Linked DNA regions of Mus musculus: region 2 is linked to region 1. A link is a contact called in public HiChIP or PLAC-seq data. All regions are on one chromosome and are shown on one strand. Each heading gives the region's core, a stretch centred on a gene start, on an enhancer-like site or on the middle of the called end of the contact. The rest is flanking DNA. Distances are from core to core; before and after follow the strand shown.

What was found. HiChIP or PLAC-seq counts read pairs in DNA pulled down with a chosen protein or histone mark.
Region 2: an H3K27ac HiChIP or PLAC-seq map of CD8 T cells shows a contact between it and region 1, with 11 times the contacts expected there. The contact joins the promoter of Atp6v0c here to the enhancer-like site in region 1. A contact is called at or near these places in 5 of 39 promoter capture datasets (the C10 cell line, the HPC-7 cell line, cranial neural crest and 2 more), 3 of 15 datasets of contacts at CTCF or cohesin (CD8 T cells, the NIH/3T3 cell line and embryonic stem cells), 4 of 484 Hi-C or Micro-C datasets (the MNK3 cell line and embryonic stem cells), 10 of 115 datasets of contacts at active chromatin or transcription factors (CD8 T cells, the HPC-7 cell line, the SCID.adh cell line and 4 more) and 3 of 9 other capture datasets (adipose tissue, liver and pancreatic islet).

What each region holds. Positions count from the first base shown.
Region 1 is chr17:24,122,461-24,129,528 of GRCm38.p6, forward strand. The region is part of intron 1 of Pdpk1 (3-phosphoinositide dependent protein kinase 1); the gene reads right to left. Among named protein-coding and RNA genes, the nearest start is that of Gm33409, 16 kb to the right of the region's middle. Within about 2 kb of position 4,526, at least 29 of the 459 cell types and tissues checked have an H3K27ac peak or open chromatin away from gene starts, as enhancers often do. A contact at or near this core is called in CD8 T cells, the MNK3 cell line and the SCID.adh cell line, where this site is marked.
Region 2 is chr17:24,167,795-24,175,487 of GRCm38.p6, forward strand. Atp6v0c (ATPase, H+ transporting, lysosomal V0 subunit C) reads right to left here and starts at 1,656. Exons shown (of 3, transcript NM_009729.4): 1 at 1,412-1,656. The coding sequence starts at 1,490. It overlaps Tbc1d24 (TBC1 domain family, member 24), which reads right to left. Exons shown (of 8, transcript NM_173186.4): 8 at 7,637-7,693.

The sequences.
Region 1 (7,068 bases), core at 3,276-5,775:
TAACCATGCATGGGCAGCCTGGTCTGCCCAACGAGAGAGGCTTGGGTAGTGATGTTCCTGAACAAGATGGTTCTCAGGTATTTAAAAGGAAAAAAAAAAAAATCAGGTCAGTCATGACAGCCCATGCCTTTAATCCTATTGAAGGCTACTTCCCTAGCATAGCTATAGTCATTTTGTTCCATGCCTGTCAGCTATTTCATATTGTTACGGTAATATGCCTGCCAGTCACTGACACAGAACAGGGTCAGGTTGACCACATACATACCCTGTTGTGTTCTGAGGTTTGTTAATCTTAAGAAATTTCACAACTATCGGCTTCACATAGGACCCATCAACGGTCAATCTGAACTGTTACTTCTTTTTTTAAAAAAAGATTTATTTATTTTTTATTTATATGAGTACACTGCAGCTGTCTTCAGACACACAGTAGAAGAGTGCACCGGATCCCATTACAGATGGTTGTGAGCCACCATGTGGTTGCTGGAATTGAACTCAGGACCTCTGGTAGAGCAGCAGTGCTTTTAACCACTGAGCCATCTCTCCAGCTCCAACTGTTATTTCTAAAATGGCTTGAGTCAGGGCTGACCACCAGGTAGCACTTCTAGCACCTGTGTATGAGCTCATTGTAGTTTTGTGGTTTTGGCCTCTATAAGCTGGCCCTGAGAAATATTCAGCTCAAAGCTTTTAGCTGTTGCCCTTGTTGATCAATCTTTAGGTATGTGTTCAATAAACCATCCCTGTCTGACTGAGATTGGTGTTCATGTGGTTTGTGAGACAACTCCAGACCCCCAACAAATCCCAAAACTCAGGAGGCAGAGGCAGGTAGATCTCTGAATTCAAGACCAGCCTGGTCTAAATACAGAGTTCCAGTCAAGCCAACAGTTTATAGTAAGGCCCTTTTTCAAAAGAAGGAAGGAGGGTTCATCAATTATACAGCCACTCTAAGGAGAATTTTTTTTTATCCATGTGCAACTTTGGGGGGAAACAAGACAAAACAACATCCAGTACACAACAACCTACCAATGAGTTAACAGTGATGATTTCTGAGGAAAGGACAGACTAACTCTTAACCTGAACAACTTTTAACCTTAACTGCTACAAAGGATAAAGAATGCTCTGGAGCAGCAGGAACAACCACCAGAACAGGCTCTAGAGAGGAGAAGATGTGGGCAGGTGGTCTTGGTGGGAACAGACATGAGTTTCTGAAGAACCTTATCAATGAGAAAACATGAGGTCTCAAAAGCCTTTTGGACTTCCAGGTTCATTCATTCAGTCATTTGTTCATTAATTTCTTTTGTAATGAGTGATTAAACACTAAGTGATATTTGCTAAAGAACAGATAAATGAACTAGTACCTTCAGAATGCAGATTTGTGTACAGAACAGGAAGAAATCAGTAATTATGAGAACTGTTTTAGAAATAGCATGATAATCCAACCTGTGGACTTAAAATTCCATTTCCAGGCCTGGAGAAATCAGTGAGTAAGAGCATTTGCTCTTACACAAAATCCACATTCAGTTCCTAACATGGACATGGTGCCTCATAATCATTTGTAACATCAGTTCCAGGGAATCCAAAACCCTCATCTGGCCTCTGTAGGCAACAGGCATACATGTGGTACACATACACACATGAGAACAGTCATACACATAAAATAAATAAAATAAACTTTTACAAAAATCCCATTTCACCGTCAAAATATCTTGGGTAAAATTTAGAACATCTATTTAGAAGCTTTACTAAGTGCAACCTATTCTTAACCAGAAAACAATAATAGCAACAGGTTCTTGCTTTTCCTTTGCTAAAATTAATTAACTCTCATTGAAGTTGACAACTAAGAATAACTGTGTTTCTAATCTGAAATCATATTATCCGCCACTTAAACATGAATCTTTCCTTGGGAATTAAATTCATTCAACAAATGTCTCTCACCACAATCTAGTTGGAGAATCAGAATGTTGTTTCAGGGCCTGCAAGGCACAGTGTACTTCCCTTCCAGACAAGAGATCTGCCCCTGGCACTTTGTAATCAGCCTCCAGCTTTAGCCCTAGTTCCTTTCAAGAACCTTGGCCTGCAGGACTCCAAGTCAAATGCTAAGATGAACATATGAATATTTGTTATGCAGAAAGAACCTTCCTGCAAGGCTTCAAAGTGTGTGTGTGTCGGGATGTGTGAGAGTGCACACACACACACACACACTCTCTCTCTCTCTCTCTCTCTCTCTCTCTCTCTCTCTCTCTCTCTCTCTCGCTCATGCGCGCGCAGGCAGGCATTCCCCTAGTGTCCCAGCCTTATTCAACAAGGTAGTCTATGATCTGACGAGCTAAGGTCTCTCAGCTCCTCCAGCCATATCACTGCTGCAGTTAGACTGCTTCTATCCACTCACATTGACTCACTATACCCTCCCCTCCTAGTGTTCTTCAATTCTATCCCAGAAGGTATGGATTATCCATTACCATCAACAGCATCTCTCCAAGCAAGGTGCAAGATTCTTTGGGACCTAAACAAGGTCTATCATAAAGTTCCAGAGCCCTGAAGACACTGTGTTTACCCAGCATTTCCCATGTATACATGTACAACCATACTACTATGACTATTACATTTGAAAGACCCTAAAAGGAAAATGCTGGATTGAGTCAAACTTTTATTTTTACTTAGAAGCTATTCTGTGCTTAAAATAGGAGAATAATGGGGCTGGAGAGATGGCTCAGTGGTTAAGAGCACTGACTGTTCTTATGAAGGTCCTGAGTTCAAATTCCAGCAACCACATGGTGGCTTACAACCATCTATAATGACATCTGATGCCCTCTACTGGTGTGTCTGAAGACAGATACAGTGTACTTACATATAAATAATAAATAAATCTTTTAAAAAATAGGAGAATAACAAAACCAGTCCCCAAAATACTATTCAACCAAGTGGGTGAAGGCCATTGGACAGGAATCCCCTCTAGCAGAATCAATCAAGAGCTCAGTTTTTATCCCTAACCATCTTCCTGCTGGGCTCCACCTTCTGGATAAAGAGGTTCTCACTGAAATCAATAACCAAGCAAAACAGTGTCACTATGCATGGCTAAGTCCAGAGGAGAATTTCAAAACATTCTCAACATGCACAGAAACATTTGTAGATCTTTCTATACAAGTATGACACACACACCTCTACCAATTTAGAATTGCTGTCACCAGAAAAAGGAATAAAAGGACAGCCTGGGATTCCACATTCTTGCAGCTAATTCTAAGTACCTAACCACAGGTTTCAACAAACCAGAGGTCCTCTGACCCTCTCTGCCTATCAGCCACTGTTGGTGAAGATCCCAGTTATCAGCATCCAGAAAATAATGTCACCCTTTCCTCAAAGTACCTCCCCATTATATGCAGTGCTGGTCTATCTTATCTTCTTATCCACCCTACCTTTATGTGTGTTGTGTGTAAATATGGATGCATGTGGGGATACACGAAGTCAGAGGTTGTCATCCGGTGTCTTCCTCAATCACTTCTCAACAGCATTTTTTGAGACAGTTTTTCCACTAAACCTGGAGGTCAACAACTGAGTGGGCGGGCTGACAATGAGCTACAGGTATTGGCCTGTCTCCAGCTACCCAGCACTGGGGTCACAGGTGCTTACCTGGCATTTACATGGATGCAAGGGTTCAGAACTCAAGTCCTTATGCTAAAGTGACAGGTACTTTCCTGACTGAGCCATCACCCCAACCCTTCATTTCTACCTTTCTACTATCTACTAATCACTTCAATCTGTGGGTCATAAGCCTTTTGGGGGTCAAATGACCCTTTTACAGGGTTCACATATCAGATATCTTGCATATCAAATATTTATAAAACAAGTCACAACAGTAGCAAAATTACAGTTGTAAAGTAGCAATGGAAATAATTTTATGGTTGGGGTCACCACAACATGAGGAACAGACTAGAGTCACAGCATTAGGAAGGTTGTGAGCCATTGCTGTAGACTGAGACAAACAAGCCAAAGCCCTGACTTGTCTGATATGCCTGCTGTCTTCCAAGTTTTGTACCTGAAGAAATTCCAGTCTTGGTTCAATCTAAAAAAAAACTACAAAGAGGCTGACATAGTGGCATGTGTTGTAATTACAGCTACTGGAAAGCTGAGGCAGCACAACTGTGAGTTTAAGGAAAACATGGACAAAATAAAAAGATCAAGTCTGAAAACAAACATTTAAGTTGGACATGGTGTCACATGAACTCAGAAACGGAAGAAGGATCTTAAGCTCACAACCAGCTTGGACTACAATAGTGAGTCTAAGTTAACCTGCTCTACTTAGCAAAATTGTCTTTAGAAATACATATTTTTAATTAAAAGCCTCAAACAGCCCTCACATTTGTATGTGACTCAAGGCAAAGGTCATACAATAAATGGTACAGTAGTTTTACCTGAAAACAAATTTGAGGTTTCAAAGCTAACCACAAAGATCACAAAAACCAAGACAGACTCCCTGCTGAGAAAGCAGCAAGTGTTGCTTGCCGTGTGCAGAAGGATGATACAAAGCACCATCTCCAAATGCAGTAGGAAACAGGGGTCTAGCCCTGATTTAAACAAAAACAGTCTCAGACTAGTAAGGTGGGTCAGCAGGCAAAGGCACTTTAACTTTTCCTTTCAATTGACTTCAGTTCCTGGGACACATCTGGTAGAAGGAAAGAAATGACTCCCGGAAGTTGTCCTCTGACCTTCACATGTACTGTGCACACGCCCATACCCACATAAGTAAAATAAATACATACAAGTAACTTAAACCTTAGTTTGTTATTGTTTGATTTAAAAACAAAACAAAACAAAAAACAAAACAAGACCTCTCTTCATAGCCCTGGCTGTCCTGGAACTCACTATTTAGACTAAGCTGGCCTCAAACTCAAGGCCTGCCTCTGCCTCCAGAGTGCTGGGGACTAAAAGTGTATGCTACCATGCCCAACTTTAAAAAAAAAAAAAATTTTTTTAAGAGAAACAAGTCCTGTCAAGAAGGAGTCCACTATTTGGATGGATCCTAGAGGTGTTTAAGCCTGTAGATAGTGACTGTCTGGAGAGTCTGTATTATAGGCCAGCTCCAACCTCTACCAGTCAGGAACTCTACAAATCTCCAGTATCTTTCATCTAGAAGGATTTGACTGGATAAGCAGGAAAGTCCCTTCCAAAACAAACAAACAAACAAACAAACAAACTACATTACATGACACACATTGAAAGCATCATGGACCACAGGCTTAATTTTAGTAAAGTACAATGAACTTCATCTAACATCATGAATGATGAGTCATGCAGGTATCATGAACTACAACAGGATGCAGGAGGCATCTTGATTCGATAGGGTTCCTTATAACCATCACACTGAAAACATCAGATGGGGGCTGGAGATGACTCAGAGGTTAAGAGCAGTGGCTGCTCTTCCAGAGGATCTGAGTTCAATTCCCAGCAAACACATAGTGGCTTACATCTATCTATAAATGTAATCAGATGCCCTCTTCTAGCATGCAGGTGTACATGAAGATAGAACACTCATATATATTAAATAAATAATTTTTTAAAAAAAGAAAAAAGAAAAGAAAAAAGAAGACATCAGACTGGACTGGAAAGCTGGCTCAGTGTTTAACAGCATTGGTTGTTCTGCTCTTCTGGAGTCCTGAGTTCAGTTCCAAACAACCACATGGTGACTCATGGTGAATTATGACCATCTACAGTGGATTCTGATGCCCTTTTCTGACATCAGAAGATATATGTCTGCAGGCATACATGTAGACAAAGCACTCATATAAACAAACAAATAAACCTTAAAAAAAAAACATCAGACAAATCTAAATCATGGGGCATTCTATAAAATATTTAACCAGTATTCTCTCCCACAAAAAATAAAAAATCATGAAAAATAAGAAAAGTCACAGGATCAGAGGGATGCAAGAGGCATTGACAGCTAAACGCAACATAGCATTCTAGGGAGAAGTACAGAAGTCCCAAATATGTCTTAAGTTCCTCCAGTAGTGCTGTCCTATGCTAACAACCTGGTTTTGAAAGGTATCCACAACCAGGCAAGCTGAGTCAAGTGTTTATTGTAACTAAGTATTTCAAAATAAAGTTTATTCATTTAGTTTTTGAGACAGGGTCTCTCTGTAACCCTGAATGTCCTGGAAATAGGTATGTATAGATCAGCTGTCCTTGAACCTACAGAAATCTATGTACCTGTCTCCCTGCTTGGATTAAAGACATGAACACCAGTGCTCAGCTCTACATATAATTTCTATTTATATAGGATCAAAGGACAACTTGGTAGAATCTGTCCTCTCTTTCCACATTAACATGTTTGAGAAATCAAACACACATGTACAAAATAAATAAATGTAATTTAAAATTCAAATAATACTAATGATTTTTGTGAGGTAACTATCATGCTAGTTTTGCATAAACTTATAGAACTTGTAAACACTTTGGGTCAATATTCAATAAATATTTGAATATAGGATTACTGAAAGAAAATAATCTGAAATAGAAAGAAAGGGTTTAGTGTAAGTTTGGTTTAGTTTTATTTGGTGGGAGGGTAGGGAATCTATATAGCCCAGGCTAGACTCCAACTCATGATCCTCCTACCTCCAGAGATGTGGGATTAAAGGCTTGGTATGAATTTTTTTCTCACTTTATTTTTATTTATTTGTGTGTGTGTGTGTGTGTGTGTGTGTGTGTGTGTGTGTGTGTGTGTGTTTGGCTTGCATGTATGCCTATGCCAAAAACTGAACTTGGGTCCTTCAGAAAAGTACTAAACTGCTAAACCATCTCTCCTGTTCCAGTATGAATTTCTTTTTTTTCTTTTCTTTTGTGTTTTGTTGGTTTTTGTTTGTTTGTTCATTCATTTTTTGACAGGGTTTCTCTGTGTAACAGTTCCTGTCCTGGAACTCACTTTGTAGACAGACCACCAGACTGGCCTTGAATTCACAAGATTTCTGCCTCTGCCTCCTGAGTGCTGGAACTTAAAGGTGTGCGTATATCACCATGCTTGGCATGAATTTTTTTTTTTTTTTTTTTTTTTTTTTTTGGTTTTTCGAGACAGGGTTT
Region 2 (7,693 bases), core at 406-2,905, 42 kb after region 1:
GGGTGCAAAGAGCAGAAAAACATGCTTGGCAGCTTTCTCTAAGGAGACCTGAAGTGTGGGGAGAAGAGTCGTGGTGGGAGAGGAGGGAAGGAGAAGTCCAGGCCACATCTCCCACCACAAATGACCACTTACTCTAATGCTGTGGGTACAGCAGGGCTCTCTCAGCAGCACCTGACAGGTCCAGGCAGGGGAGGTCACCACTGACAGACAACCCTCTACCCCAATCTGCACCCTACAGGTGTTTACAGTCAACAGACACTGTTTGGAGTCCAAACTCACCAAGTACCTGCACAGAGAACCAGCCTCTCCATTTGCCAGGTAGGGTGGGGCAGGGCGAGGTCAGTTAAGCCAAAGACCAGACCTTCCAGGGGAGGCCCAGGCCAGACCAGTCCCCGGCCAGGGGCTGTGACTTACCTCCCTCAATCCCACATTCTTGGGTCTGGCCCAAAGCTTTTCTCCCAGGAAGGCCAATTTTCACTAAAATTTGACACTGAAGAATTGTCAAGGCCCAACTTCAAAAGCAAGATGCCATCAAGAACCTTGCTAGGCTTTTCCTTTTCTGGGCACGGAAGCGTCGCCCAGTTCCAGCCCCTCACCCCCCTAGAAGAGGAAGGTCATTCATTCACTCATCCATTCATTAGGTCCAGGGCTGAAGATCAAAGATGTAATCGTGTAAATGCAGGCACTCTAATGCCGCCCTCCCACCCACCTCAAAGCCCAGATCCCCAGCAGCCATCCACTAAAGTGCTCCTACCTAGGCCAAACCCACTTCCATAAGCTCTAACCGGAGTCCTTGCAGGTTCCCAGGACCAACCCCTCAGTCCAGTTTTCCTAACCAACCCACACCGATGACTGAACTATTGGGAAACCGAGACAAGCCTCAACCGGAAACACCTGCCTCACCCAGGGTAGAGACCCACCTGACCCCGGGCAGCTGGGCCGCCATAAAAGCAGGGCTTGTGAACCTTAGCGGGGACCCAGGCTCCCTCCAGCCAAGAGGCCAGGGACTCCCGTCCTGGGCCTGCCCCCGCCTACGGACTGGCGCCTTTCAAGATGTGATGTCACACCTGCCTGCAGAATGCGAGGGGGCACAGCATCGCGCGCCGCCCCCCGCGCCCCCCACCCCACCCTCATTCCTACTTCCCAGGACTAAGATGGCAGCCACACTGCCGCCCCACCCCCACAGAAGCGAGGCACAGGAGGCGGGCTGATAAGACCCGCAGCCGGATCAAGCCCCGTGCTCCACAAATCCATCAGTCCCCACCACCCCCCCAAACCTGCGCCCGTAAGGCCCGACACCCACATAGCTGGGAATGACGTCAGAGTGACGTCACGCCCAACCCCCAGTGAGCAGCGGTCTAGAGTCCCGCATCGCTTCGGCATCCCCTGCTCCTCCTGCAGCGATGCTCACCGCTGAAGACCATGGCGGACGAGGCGCCCATGACACCGAAAAACGAAGAATATTCGGGGTTGTTCTTGATGTCAGCCATGTCTGCAAGCAGGGAAAAGACAAGCTCAGCGGGCGGCGGCGAGCTAGGACAACGGGACAGCGAGCGAGGAGGCAAGCGAAGATCGTCGAGGCAGCGGATGGGAAGGCGACCCCGCCAGTCAGGCGCTGCGCTCTAAATACCAGCACCGCAAAGCAAGATGGCGGCCGCGCTCGCGTCACATGATCTGTCCCCGCCCCCACGGGCTGTACCACTTTGCGCCGGTGGGGGAGCGAGGCTCCAGGCTCGCCGGCAGCCCTTGGACAATTTATGGGCCCTGGCACCAGTCCTCGGGGCCCGGGGCCCAACGCTCAGCCTTGCCTGGGTCTTCGCTGGCCCGCGGCTCCACGCAGTCGTCTTCTCGAACCCTACGGGTTTTGGGATCATCGGTCCCCCGGGGCGGAGCCGTAGCGCTCATATTAGCATACAGGGTGGAGCGAACGCTAGCCCACCTTCACTGCGGCTGCGCAGAACTCACCGGTGTTCGAGTACCCGTGTTCGTTTTCCCTGTGTTCACTGCTCACGGACCTCAGGCACTCCTGCTGCATAAGACTCAGGTTAAAGTAGTGACATCTAGCAGCACTACAGAACTTATAACAGAAGAAATCCCTCGTGTTGGGCTTCGCTGTCTCCGCCAACCCCCAGGAATACCACGCCCCACCTCTCCGGGCTTTAAAGTGCAACAGCCCTAGGTGTTCTGTAGTCACCTTCTTCCATACCTAGGCTCCTGCAGATTCAGGCCCACCGTATTCCCTTTAATTCCGGTGGTGGTTGTGGGTCCCTCACCTGACCCCCTCTTGTATAGCTGTCTGCCCACAAAGACGTAGGCATGGCTGTTTTTCTATTTATTTTTCTACTTTATTTTTGAAACGGGGTTTCACTGTGAAGTTCTGGTTAAGCTGGAATTTGCCATGTAGACCAGTTCCGTCTTGTCTGCCTCTTGAGTGCAGGGGGTTAAAAGCACCCTGCTTGATGGGCTTTCAGCATTGACACCTGTGAAAGGTAACCCAGATTTCTGAAAGTCTCAGAAAGACCTGATTGCCCTTCTAGCACCCATGCAAGGCCTACCTGTGCCAGGCCTCCTTTCTAGACCACTGATGGAGGACTGGTTTCCCCAGCAATGGAGTGGCTAAGGCTACCTCTGCCCTCCAGATACCCTTGTAGCAGCTTACGCACCCCAGCTGCCTGCCTTCCTTCTACCTATCAACTCAGGCTGCCTAGTTTCCTTTACCCTTCCCTCCTGAGCAGCCACGACCTAGCCTAGACCTCCCTTGAAACTCAAGGTCACATTCTAAGACCAGTGGGTTCTCCAAGTGGTCTCAATGCTAATACCTCAACTTCTCCATGCAGGCAATAGAGACACCTTCCCATCCTGCTACCTTCTCAGTCCTACATTTCACAGCAGAAAACTCCCTGTGTCCCCTTCCCACCTTGGCTGAATCCAGTCTACCACCCTTTAAACTGGCCCGTAGAAGAGCCTTTGTCTTGTTTCAGAGAGGACGTTACTGAGAGCAGCTTTAGCCCTTCCTCCACCCTCTCTTGCTCCATTCTGACTTTTGAAAAGAGGAATCTTCACTCTTGCCCCCACGCCTTCACCCTGTCTCTCTCCAACTCCTTGCCCTTGCCAAGGTCACACTTCCTTTCTAAGCCAGCACACAGGGCCTCGGTACTGCTATCTCCAGTGCTTCCTCCCTCTCCCCCTCTCTTTCTCCTGTGTGCCTAGAGCCTGAAGAAGTCAGAAGAGCTCGTCAGATCCCCTAGAGCTAGAGTTAGTAATGCCTGTGAGATGCCAGGTAGGTGCTGGGAATTGGACAGAAGTCCTCTACAAGAGCAGTGAGTGTTCTTAACCACAGAACCTTGCTTTAGTCCCCATGGGTTTTTTGTTGTTGTTGTTGGTGGTGGTGGTGGTGGTTTTGGTTTTTGGTTTTTCGAGACAGGGTTTCTGTGTGTAGACCAGGCTCGCCTGGAACTCAGAAATCCGCCTGCCTCTGCCTCCCAAGTGCTGGGATTACCATGCCCGGCCCTTGGTTTGTTTTCTATTCAGCACTTAATATCCCACAATTCTTTGCTGCTTAATCATGTGCTAGGTAGGTCCTTCTTGGTGCGCTTCCCTTTGCTGTCTGCTATCCTCCAGCACCAGTTCCCAGGTCTCCTTACTTACTACTCAGAACCCATTTTCCCACAGGAAGTCCTCCTGACATCCCCCATGTTTCTCCTCTCCCTCCCCTAAGTGTCCCCCTCTGGCCCTTGCATCGAAGGTTGTTGTGACTTTTTTTTTTTTTCAGACATCCAGTAGGGTGCCCAGATCTGGCCACCCTAGTAACAGAGCTAAGCACCTAACTATATGTCAGGGCCTATGCTGAGGCATTTGAGGTTATTGTCATGCCTACTCTTAGTCACTGGTTAGTGAGACAAACCTAGGAAGACTAAGAGCCTTCCTCCAGTCACCAGCTAACAAATGAAGGAATTACAATTCTGGTCTAGGGCCCGCGCTAGTGGCTGAACTACCAGGTGAGCCACCATCTCTCACTTCGTTCCATTTCAAACCTCCCACCCAGATCTTCCAGGCACTGTGCAGGGCCTCTACTCTGAGTGGACTCTAGGAAAGAAACCACAAGAGTGCATCCCTGCCTTCTCCTTTACTGTTACTTCCCCCTTGGCATGAAATCATAGGTCATGAGTTCTGGCCTGTCACTGTCAGTGGGGATTTCCAGACACAGAGAGGGAGGGGCTTGGAAATGCACATCAGAGACCCATAAGGAAAGGGACAGAGATGGAAGCTGGGCTCCTTAAACAGCCGATGGCACTTTCCAAAGGTCCTAGAGAGGAGGCAGAGAAGTTCAGACACTTCTTAACATCCCAAACAGCCGTAAACTGGAAAGACCAGGGAAGCTATTCCCAAGAAGGAAAGACCAGGCTTGAGAGTACACAGCTGTCACCTCAGCACCATGGGCTCTGAGGCAGAAAGACTGTTAAGTTCGAGGCCAACCTGGGCTACATTGTACTGTCTCCAAACAACAACAACAAAAAAAAAGGGGGTGAGACAAAAGAAAAGAGAAAAAATGGGAGGAACAAGGGGAGGGGGAAGGGAAGTAGACAGGGAGGGAGAAGCAGTAGCCTTTACAGGAACATCAAGAACCGTGTGACCCAGGAAAAGCCCTGCAGCAGCCTCCTTCCAACCCACCACAAAGGCATGGGGGTGGAGAGAGAGGAACCTGGGTGAGATAGAACCACGTGTGGCCCAGACATGGCTGGTGGAAACATTAAATAGCATAGGTAACGGTACTATTCTGAAAAATGGAACATGATCAAAGGCAGCTTGTTCTTTTTTTTTTTTTGGTTTTTCAAGACAGGGTTTCTCTGTGTAGCCCTGGCTGTCCTGGAACTCACTTTGTAGACCAGGCTGGCCTCGAACTCAGAAATCCACCTGCCTCTGCCTCCCAAGTGCTGGGATTAAAGGCATGCACCACCACTGCCCGGCGGCAGCTTGTTCTTTAAAAAAAAAAAAAATTAAACTAAAAACTAGTTGAGCCATGTATGGCAGTGGACATCTGTAATCCCAGTGTTTAAGAGGCTGAACAGGATGGGAAATCTTGAGGCTAGCCTGGGCTATACAGACATAAGGGTGGCACTGTAGAGTGTGTGTTTAGCAGCGTGCATAGGGTCCTGGATTTAATTCTTAGCACCAGAAATAAATACCTATAGACTACGGATCAAAGAAATAACAACAGGGAGGGCTGGAGAGAAGGCTCAACGGTTAAGAGCACTTGCTGCCCTTGAAGAAGACCTGGGTTTTAGTCCCAGTATCCATATGACAGCTCATGGCTGTCTTGTAACTTGTTATAGGGAGTCTAACGCCATCCTCTGGTCCCATGGCACACGGGCATATGTGCAGGTGATCACCCACAGAAATAAAAACCCCTGCTGCTCGTGGTGGCACACTCTTTAGCCTTAGCACTCAGGACTCAGAAGTAAAAGGATCTCTAGGAGTTCAAGGTCAGCCTGGTCTACATTGCAAGTTCCAGGAGAGCCAAAGCTACATATGGAGACCTTGTCTAAAATAAAATAAAAACTAATAAAGTCCAATAAACACAGAATCTGTCTTGCTCTGCTTGGGCTCCTCGATAAGTTTGAATATCACATGGTTTGCAAATCTACACTGTTTCTATGTATCAGACCACAAGAGAGACACTAGATACATATTTACAAGGCAATGGTTCTAGAGACAGAGAAACCCTTCCTTCTAGCAAAAATTCCAAACTTCAAGAGTGCAAGAGTGATTGGTTCTTAACGCTGAAGATAAACAGGCAGGCAGTGAGGCAGCTCTGCCACTAGGGGGCATAGGAGATTAGTTTACTGTAACCTTGGCTCTGGAAGCTGGTTGTCAGGTGTTGAATAAACCCCAATCTGTCTTTGACCCTATGTTTCTCCACTTGGTAGTGGGAACACACTATCAGGAAAGCAATGCTGAGCTGGGAGCCTGTTGTGGGAGCACACGCGACCCTGGACAAATCTCCCAAAGGAAGCCAGAAATGGGTTTGCTAGATAAAGGGATGTGTGCCCAGAAGGAGGATCTGGGGCTCCGTCATGAGGACCCAGAAAAAGCTGATCCCTAAATTAAGTCTTAAAAGATGAAAAGGTTGCAGGGTGTGGTGGCGCATGCCTTTAATTCCATGCATGGTAGTAAAGACAGATGGATCCCTGAGTTCAAGGCCAGCCTGGTCAACAGAGTGAGTTCAGGACAGCCAGGGCTATACAAAGAAACCCTGTCTTGAAAAACAAAAAAGAAAAGAAAAAAAGATGAAAATGTTTAAAACAGGAAAAAGATGCAACCCAGTTTTCTTCTTTGTGTACATGTGTGGGAGGCTTAATGTAGCCTAGGCTGGCCTTGAACTCCTGATCCTCTGGCCTCTTAACTCCCAAGTCCTGAGCTCACAGGTGTGCTCCTTGTGTTTGTCCATGACTCAGTGCCAGTCACAGGATGGTCCTGAGCACTGACAGTAAGAGGAAAGAGCAAGTTTAGGGAATGCTGGCAGTGCAGGACAAACCTTGGAGATGCCCTGTACCAAACCAGCAGTGCAGCAGCTGTTTATTCTGCAATGTCCAGCACTCGTGCCCCGGAGGGTGGAGGGCAGGAAAGCAGCAGTGTTTTAGGAGCTACACCAGAGCCCAGTCTTCCACCAGAAGGTGTTTGAGCAGTAGTAAACAGCCTACAAACAGCGGTTCTGGATTCCTGTGAAGAACTGCAGAAAACCAGTGCTCACTGGAGCAATGCTAGTGTAGTCCTAGGGTCAAGTCTCTGCTGGCCTAGTAGACAAGCACTTCACAAACTGGGTTAGGCCTCCCAGCATCCTCTGAAGTAACCTGCAACACAGCAAAGCCCTTGTACTAGGAGACAGCAAAGGAGCAGACCACAGGCCATATTTACCCTTGTGGCCAATCTGGGGATGAGAACTAGAGAAGTTGGCTGCCGCTGTTTCATGGAGAAGCAAGTGGGGTCCCAGAGGAGTTGCAGGTACAGAGCCCACAAGTCTTACAGGGAGGAACCAGGCAGGGTAGTTGGCATTTGTGTAGAGTTCAAAGGAAAATGTTCTGCTAGGCCTGGTTGTATAGGCCTATAATCTCCCCTACTTGGATGGGCTATTGGTTCAAGGTCTGTCTGGGCTACAGAGTGAGTTAAAGGACAGCCTGGGTACTCTAGGACACTCTGTTTCAAGCAAGAAAGTAAAACAGTATTTAAAGAGGTATACAAGGCATTAGGAAAGATGTCACTATTAACTTATACAAATGTCCGAGTAAAACAGTCTCCTTTTGCATGAGAGATGGGAGTTTGCCTTTTGATACTGAGTTTTGTTTCACAGGAACCAAGATGACTGGAGATATGTGATGACGATTCCTGACAGTGGTCCTTCTCCATTTACTCCAAATGACGAGTTGTGAGGACCAAAAGGCAGAAAAGCAAGGTCAGGAAGCTGTGGCTGGCAGTGCAAATCCAGCAGAGGCTATACTTGCCTCTGTGCAGCCTCGTCGCTTTAGCTCTACTTGATCGATCCTTGGTCTATTCCTTCTCAAGAGGTAAACAGTATATCCTGCGAGAAAGGTGTGACGAGCCTCCCACCCTGTACTCTCATGACACAGATGTACAAAGATACCTCTTCAACAGATACTAACTTTATTTAGGAAACATACTAACACTAACCAAATCA